Linked DNA regions of Sus scrofa: region 2 is linked to region 1. The links are chromatin contacts, called in public HiChIP or PLAC-seq maps. All regions are on one chromosome and are shown on one strand. Each heading gives the region's core, a stretch centred on a gene start, on an enhancer-like site or on the middle of the called end of the contact. The rest is flanking DNA. Distances are from core to core; before and after follow the strand shown.

Region 1 (3,343 bases), core at 533-3,032:
TCCTGATACCAGCTGTATCCCCAAATCAACTGTGAAACAGACCAAATTCAGAGAAGGGCAATCTGCCTCAAAGTCCCTCAGGAATACAAAGATTAGGAGTCAACATCTGAGGGGCACGAGGAACATTTTCAGGTTGATCGGGGGGGAAAAAAAATAAGTCCTTGCTGCCCCTTTGTGACAAGCTTGCAGATCTGGTGTAACCAGGAGACACAGATGTGCTAATAGGAAGAAGCCCTCTCAGCAGAAGCACGTTCTAGTTGTAAAATGAGGTTGCTGAGTTTGACAATTCCTCATGCCTTTCTGACCATTAAAACACCTGTGGTTTTTGCATCGAGAGCCTCCTCAAAGTCAGAGATGTTTGGATGACTTACCTGTTCTCTCGCAGTTAGACAGGGTGCTGGTCTTTGGTGACTTCCTCACATCTTCCCAATGTTTCCTACCCACTCTCCCCAGAGCTATCCTACAAGATCCAGCTTAACACTCTTCTCCCAGCCAATCACCCCAACCTAGTGCTACCAACACATTTTCTCACTTTTTCCATCTTTAGCAGCCAGGGGTCTGAGGGATAGTTCTAAACCTGTGGGTTTTCCTCCCATAATACAGTGTAATGACCTTCCCTCTGGTTAAAGAGTGCTGCGGGAATTATTATTTATAAGTACATAATTATAAATAAATATTATAAATATGTATAAATACAAATTATAAATAAATATGTAATATTTATAAGGTTGCTGTGTGACAATATTATAAACTAGAAGGTTGTTTGTATTTATCTGAACACACATTCATAGCATAAATTTCCCTGCATAAACTTCCTAAGGTGTCAGAGAAGTGCATTAACTAAAATTATTGGGCCAATTAGAGGAGAATTATCTGTAATACGGCGTAAGATTCATCCATCAAGGCAGAAGGCCCAGGGTCTCACAGAGAAGAGGGGTGCAGGAATCTAGGGAGACTGCCACCGGTCCTAGGAAGGAGGAGTGGTGGCCTTAACCATTGTGGGTGGGGTTGGGTAGGAGGCTGAAGCTTCATAATGACCAAGAAGGCTGAAGATAAGAGGAGAAAACCGGGTGATGGCATTTGATCCCTAAAGGCCAAAGCCATCTACATGCAAAGAGCTGCTAAGGCCGGACCCCTCCCCTCCCAGAGTAGTAATAACAACAATAACGATCATAGGAGATAACATTTACCGAATGCTTAGCACATTCCAGGTACTATTCTGAGCTCTTTACACATTTTAACACATTTAATCGTCAAAAAGACCTCTACTTTTAACCCTATTTTTGCAAGAGAGGAAACGGGCAAGGCAACCTAGGTGACAAATGCACAGAACCCCATCAGTCTGAAAAATGGAAAGCTCCTGGGCCTGAGCTGACAGGCAGCACCTTTCTCGGGTAAAGTTGCTTATTCACCATGCAAATCTCAGGCCAATCATCTTTATATGGGTGGCATTAACCACTTCAGGTGGGGGTTGCGAAGGTGGCTGAAGACATGATCTGACATCATGAGTGACCCTGACACGTTCCACACTCTCGGAGCGATTTGCCCTCATGCTGTCTGAACAGAGCACAAACAGCAGTGCTGACAGTTAACTTTAAGACATCACAACAGCCAACCTGCCAAAATGAATGTTTCCAGTTTCCTTCATTTAGCTGACCTTATTTGCTATAAATTCAGGTTAATCCATAGTTAATTCTTACTGGGTTACTCACTTGTTTACTGTCACCATTGTCCCAGGTCTCTTGGCATCTTACACACTCTGGCCAGGCCCCAAATTCCTCTAGGATGTCTGGCCCTTCTCATCTTTCAGTGCTGGGAATGAGGCATGAAGAGGTTCAGAGCGCCAGGCTCATGAACGTCACAGCCTCACACTCGCTTACCATTAGGGTCTTCTAAGGGGAATTCACCCAGAATTCCATGGAACAGAAAGAAATTCCATGTTGAAGGGATATATTCCAGTGAATCTTTTATGGAGAAGTAGCTGCATCCCTTAGTTTTGCCTCTTTGTCTCATAAAATTTCAGAACTGAGAGGTATCTTAGAGGTCACCCAATTCAATTATTTCCGAATGTTTATTTTTCGAAACTGAGGCTTGGGAAGTTACGTCTCTTTCCAAGGTCACAATGCTACAGAGGTGCAGAATTAAGATGCTTATTCTAGTTCTACTATTGTTGATGCTAATTTCCTGAATTCATAGGAAATGTCACAATAATGATAAAACTAGTATTTATGTAGCCTTTGGAGTTTATAATGACCTTTTGCTCTTTGTGATTATAATAATCTGTGCAGTGGTGTGACAAATATAATTAATATCCCATTTTAAAGACTAGGAGATTTAAACAGTAAATTTTTGCGACTTATTCAGTTTTTCATAATTTAAAAGTGGAGGGCTGTGAATTGAGCCCAGAGCTCCTGCCTTTAAGTTTCATACCCTTAAGTAAATTACTGACTTCTCTATGTATCTCTGTCCTCATTGGTAAAATGGGGATATAACAAGTGTCTTCATCAAAGAGGGATTTTTCCTTGCGAATTAAATGCTATGATATGTTATATAAATAAACGTATTAGCATCTTGCCTGACATGTTGTAAGTGGTAATTAATGCCAAGAGTTTGTTTGTTGTTATTGTTTGTTTTTCTCTTTACAGCCACACTTGTGCATGTGGAAGTTCCCGGGCTAGGGGTTGAATCGAAGCTGCAGCTGCCAGCCTACAACACAGCCACATCTAACACCTATCCAAGCTGTATCTGTAACCTATGCTGCCCTGCAGCAATGCCAGATCCTTAACCCACTGAGCGAGGCCAGGGATTGAACCCTCAATCCTCATGGATACTAGTTGGGTTCGTTAACACTGAACCACAACGGGAACGCCAACAAAATGTAATTTAATCATAGCTTTTTCATGCCAAGAAAATAGCAAAGAACTATTTTCATCTTAATGTCTAAAACTCCAAACAAAAAACTGCACCTGAATTATACATTTCAGAAGCTAAAATCCAGATGCAGTGACTAGCAGTAGCCGCACGGTGGTGCTACATCATCATTGATAAAGCCTTAAGACCCAGACATTTCTGCAGAAACCAAACTGACGCAGGACTGAAATATTCCTACTGCGTTAACCAGGAAGCAATCTGCTTAGGCTCCCTGTGGTTCTTCTCCTACAACCTTGAGCAATGACCTTGACATACTGTCTCAACAAATCCATTAGTAATGTTAACTCACAGGTTTTTGCTGGCCATTGCAACAAATAAAATATACACAAAAGAATATCATCCTTTTTTCTTAGCTTTTTTTTTTTAAAAAAATGTTATATGTTAATTTAGGATTCTCGACTTGGATTTATCC
Region 2 (3,343 bases), core at 345-2,844, 530 kb after region 1:
GCATCTGTGTCCAGGGGCATGACCGCTGCTCCATGGATTTAGCCTCTCAAGGTGAGGATGAAAGTTGGGTGTGATGGCCTACCAAGGACTTGAAAGTGCCAGGCAATTTCACTTTGCGGGGGGTGCACCCACTGGGGAGGACAACTTGGATTAGCATTCTCATTCTTGCATTATCTCTGGGCTCTGATGATAGAGCCCTGAAGAAAGGCCTGGATGACTCCCACAAGCAGAGGGAAAGATAAAGATTCATTACAAACTGTTCTGTTCCTGTGATTACTAACAAAGGAGTGAGATAAGCTGGCTCATCAGTGAAACACTCCCTGGAGATGAAAGGGCTTCAGGGTTGTCAAGACAGGCAGTCTTTTTCTGGTAGAAAGTCCAAAGGTGACCACTGTGGCTGGATAGGTATCTACACCTGGCTCTAGGCTGACAATATCCAGGCAAGCCCTAGACGTGGGCAAGGAGGAGTTTCCATTGCATCTATGGGTTGCTTGGAGCTACAAATTCCTTGTTTGTCTCGTTTCTGAATGCCTCTCATACTTCAGACAAGGCCTAATGCATAGAGTAGATGCTGAACAAGTGTTTGTTAAATGTATACCAGGCTGGTGGTGGTGGTTGTTTTTTGCTATGATCATAGGTTTCTTTTTTAAATAAAAGCTTTATTGAGATATACTTCAGAAACCATGGAATTCACCCTTTTAAAGTATATAGAGCAGTGGGGTTTAGTATATTTACAGGGTTGTGCAATTATGACCACGATCTAACTTGAGAACATTTTCATCACCTTCTCTCCAAACTCTGTACTCACAGCCACCATTCCCCATCCTCTACTCCTCAGCCCCAGCAACCACTCATTCACTCTCAGTCTCTGACCAGAGTTTTCTGACCATTGTGTTCCACAGTTCTATGCATCTCTGTATAAACACACAAAGCAAAATGTCCACCAGGGTCACGTCGTCAGAAAGCATTCCCTGTGTTATCCTGGTTCTAGCTAATCCAGTCGCATCCTTTCTATCACTTACAAGAACAGATGGCTTCAGCCTTCTCCAGGCCAAGGCTGAGCCTCTGTATTGCCAAACATGTTGATGAGCACTGAAATTCAGCCCAGAATCACAATGAAAGCAAATGTGAAATACCCGGACAGCGCCAAACTGATTCAGGCATTTCCCCCACGCTCCAGTGGCTACATGGGTGACCCAGTCTGGTGTGATGACTCTTTGCAAAAATGGAATGTGGGGAATGCCAGGTCAGGGATGGGAAGTCAGGCTTGGTCTGAAAAGGCAACACTGAAGATGGGCAGTGATGTCAGCCATGGCACTTTACATAAGGAGGCACCAGGTGCTGTTTTAGGGTGAAGCCTGCGGTCTGAAGCCCTGGGGTATGAGGTTGCACTGGGAGTAGGGGGCAGAGCCTGAAGATCTCCAGGCCAGGGCAGAGCTGATTCAGGAGCCAGGACGGGCAGCCAACTACTGAACACAGGAATCTGTGGAGGCTAAACAGGGTGGTTCTGAGGACTGTTGCCAAATAGCTTGTTGCTACCTCAGTCAGATTTATTAGCCTGGTTCAGCAGTTTCTGCCTGAGAGCATTTTAAAGACACCACGGGAACTTTGAACTGGGAACTGAGACTCACTGTCAGATAACAATATGGAGGAGGTCAGCTCTTCCTTCAACAACTCAGCCTCTTGAGAGAATGAAAGTCGGTGGACACAGTCCTCCCGTTCCAGGAACATCATGGCGGCTTCCTTTACAAGAAGTGGGAAGACTTTGTGATGTTTATATTCAGCTGTTAACATATGGCTTTTCTAGGTCAGAATGTGAGCTTCTTGCAAAGAGAGTCTATGTCATTTTCATTTTGGGAATAACAAAAATGAAGTGTTTTTCAGATGACAAAAGTGAAAATGTGCCTAGAAATTCTGGCACATAATTAACCATAATGTGTCTAGAAGTTCTGGCACATAGTAACCACTCAGTAAAGACTTAATAGTGAGTGAATAAATTTCTAGTACCTGTCTCCAAGGAATATATTGTCCCACTTTTTTTCTAATTTCTCAAAGAATGAGGAGGGAAATTCTGGTAGGAAGATTTTTCACAGACTTCAATGGCAAAAGGAGTACACTTTCTCAAAAATCACTGTATTGAGGAGGGCAGTTATGATCGAATGTAAATGTTTCCTTTTAAATATGTTATCCTTATTGGGGAAAAAATGGCACTGCACATCCAAGAGGAAAATATGTGAACTGAATAAAGATTAAAAAACAAACAAACAAACAAACAAAAAAAAAACCTTGATGTGAGGACAGAGAAATAAGCTCTTAAAATTCTTAAAAAGTCAGAGCCAGCAACTACCTCACACATGTGTTGACACCCTTACCCCACTCCGTGCCCAAGAAAGACAGGGCTAATCAAGTCTAGGCTATTCTTTCCTACCAAGCTGAAGCTTAAATTCAGAATCCTTGTCAACACTGTGTTTCATGCGGTCATTCCTGGGTGGCTGGTGTTGATGGACGTAATATAAGCCATTAGTCATGGCTGAGCTGGAGTGTAGGAAGGACAGGGCGGTGAAAGAGTGTGAGGTCATTTAAGGAAGATGAGAAGGGGCCTGGGAGGAGCCCTGACAGACGGCTGAGATCTGTGGTCTGGCTCAAGCCTTCTATGTAGGTTATTGGGTGCCTGCAGAACAATCACAGCCTAACTCAAGGAATGCCCTGGGGCTGGATCTGAGACTCAGACAGAAAAAAGGTCCTATTTTCCGAGAGCCCCAAGGGGCTAAGTTGTCAGGTCATCTGGCAAAGTCTGTTACCCCAAGGCCTGAGTCCAAAAGAGCAGCCGGTTTACTGGAGGAGGAGTGAACCAGCATTAATTCTGCACCAGGCGCCGTGAATAATTGAGTCTGCCCAGAAGACACGTCTCAGCTATAAGCTGCTTGTACCCCAAGATCCCTTGCCTATGTGGAAAATGCTGATGGATAATTTGATGGAAAAAACTGCTTCTGTCCCTGTGTTGGGGGTGACATGAGGACACAGAAGGATGGACTTGTTTCACAAGTGAAAGGGTCCCCTCTGAGTTCCAAGGAAGCTGATCAGAGAAGGAATCTGTCTTTTCCTGTTTTCCCAGAAGGGGACAACAGAAAATGATCTGGGTCTAGTTTTCTTTGTCATAGCTCCTTTGTAAAACTGAAATGCTTGACTCTGTCTTTATAGCATAGCTCTATAGGGCATAGGGTTTCCATTTCTCTCTTGGGGTGGAGGAACTGGAACCCAGACAGGCTGCATGACAAGTTCTCTGACACACACAGGAGACAGCTGGGATCAGCCTCAGCCTCTCCAGGTTCGAGACTCCTCT

Evidence for each region. HiChIP or PLAC-seq counts read pairs in DNA pulled down with a chosen protein or histone mark.
Region 2: a contact with region 1 is called in an H3K27ac HiChIP or PLAC-seq map of skeletal muscle, with 6 times the contacts expected there. The contact joins two enhancer-like sites. A contact is called at or near these places in 3 of 47 Hi-C or Micro-C datasets (adipocytes, embryonic fibroblasts and fibroblasts) and 1 of 2 datasets of contacts at active chromatin or transcription factors (skeletal muscle).

Annotation. Positions count from the first base shown.
Region 1 is chr7:67,157,374-67,160,716 of Sscrofa11.1, forward strand. The region is part of intron 6 of AKAP6 (A-kinase anchor protein 6); the gene reads right to left. Among named protein-coding and RNA genes, the nearest start is that of AKAP6, 300 kb to the right of the region's middle. Within about 2 kb of position 1,783, at least 10 of the 83 cell types and tissues checked have an H3K27ac peak or open chromatin away from gene starts, as enhancers often do. A contact at or near this core is called in skeletal muscle, where this site is marked.
Region 2 is chr7:67,691,742-67,695,084 of Sscrofa11.1, forward strand. No RefSeq gene overlaps it. Among named protein-coding and RNA genes, the nearest start is that of ARHGAP5, 62 kb to the left of the region's middle. Within about 2 kb of position 1,595, at least 38 of the 83 cell types and tissues checked have an H3K27ac peak or open chromatin away from gene starts, as enhancers often do. A contact at or near this core is called in skeletal muscle, where this site is marked.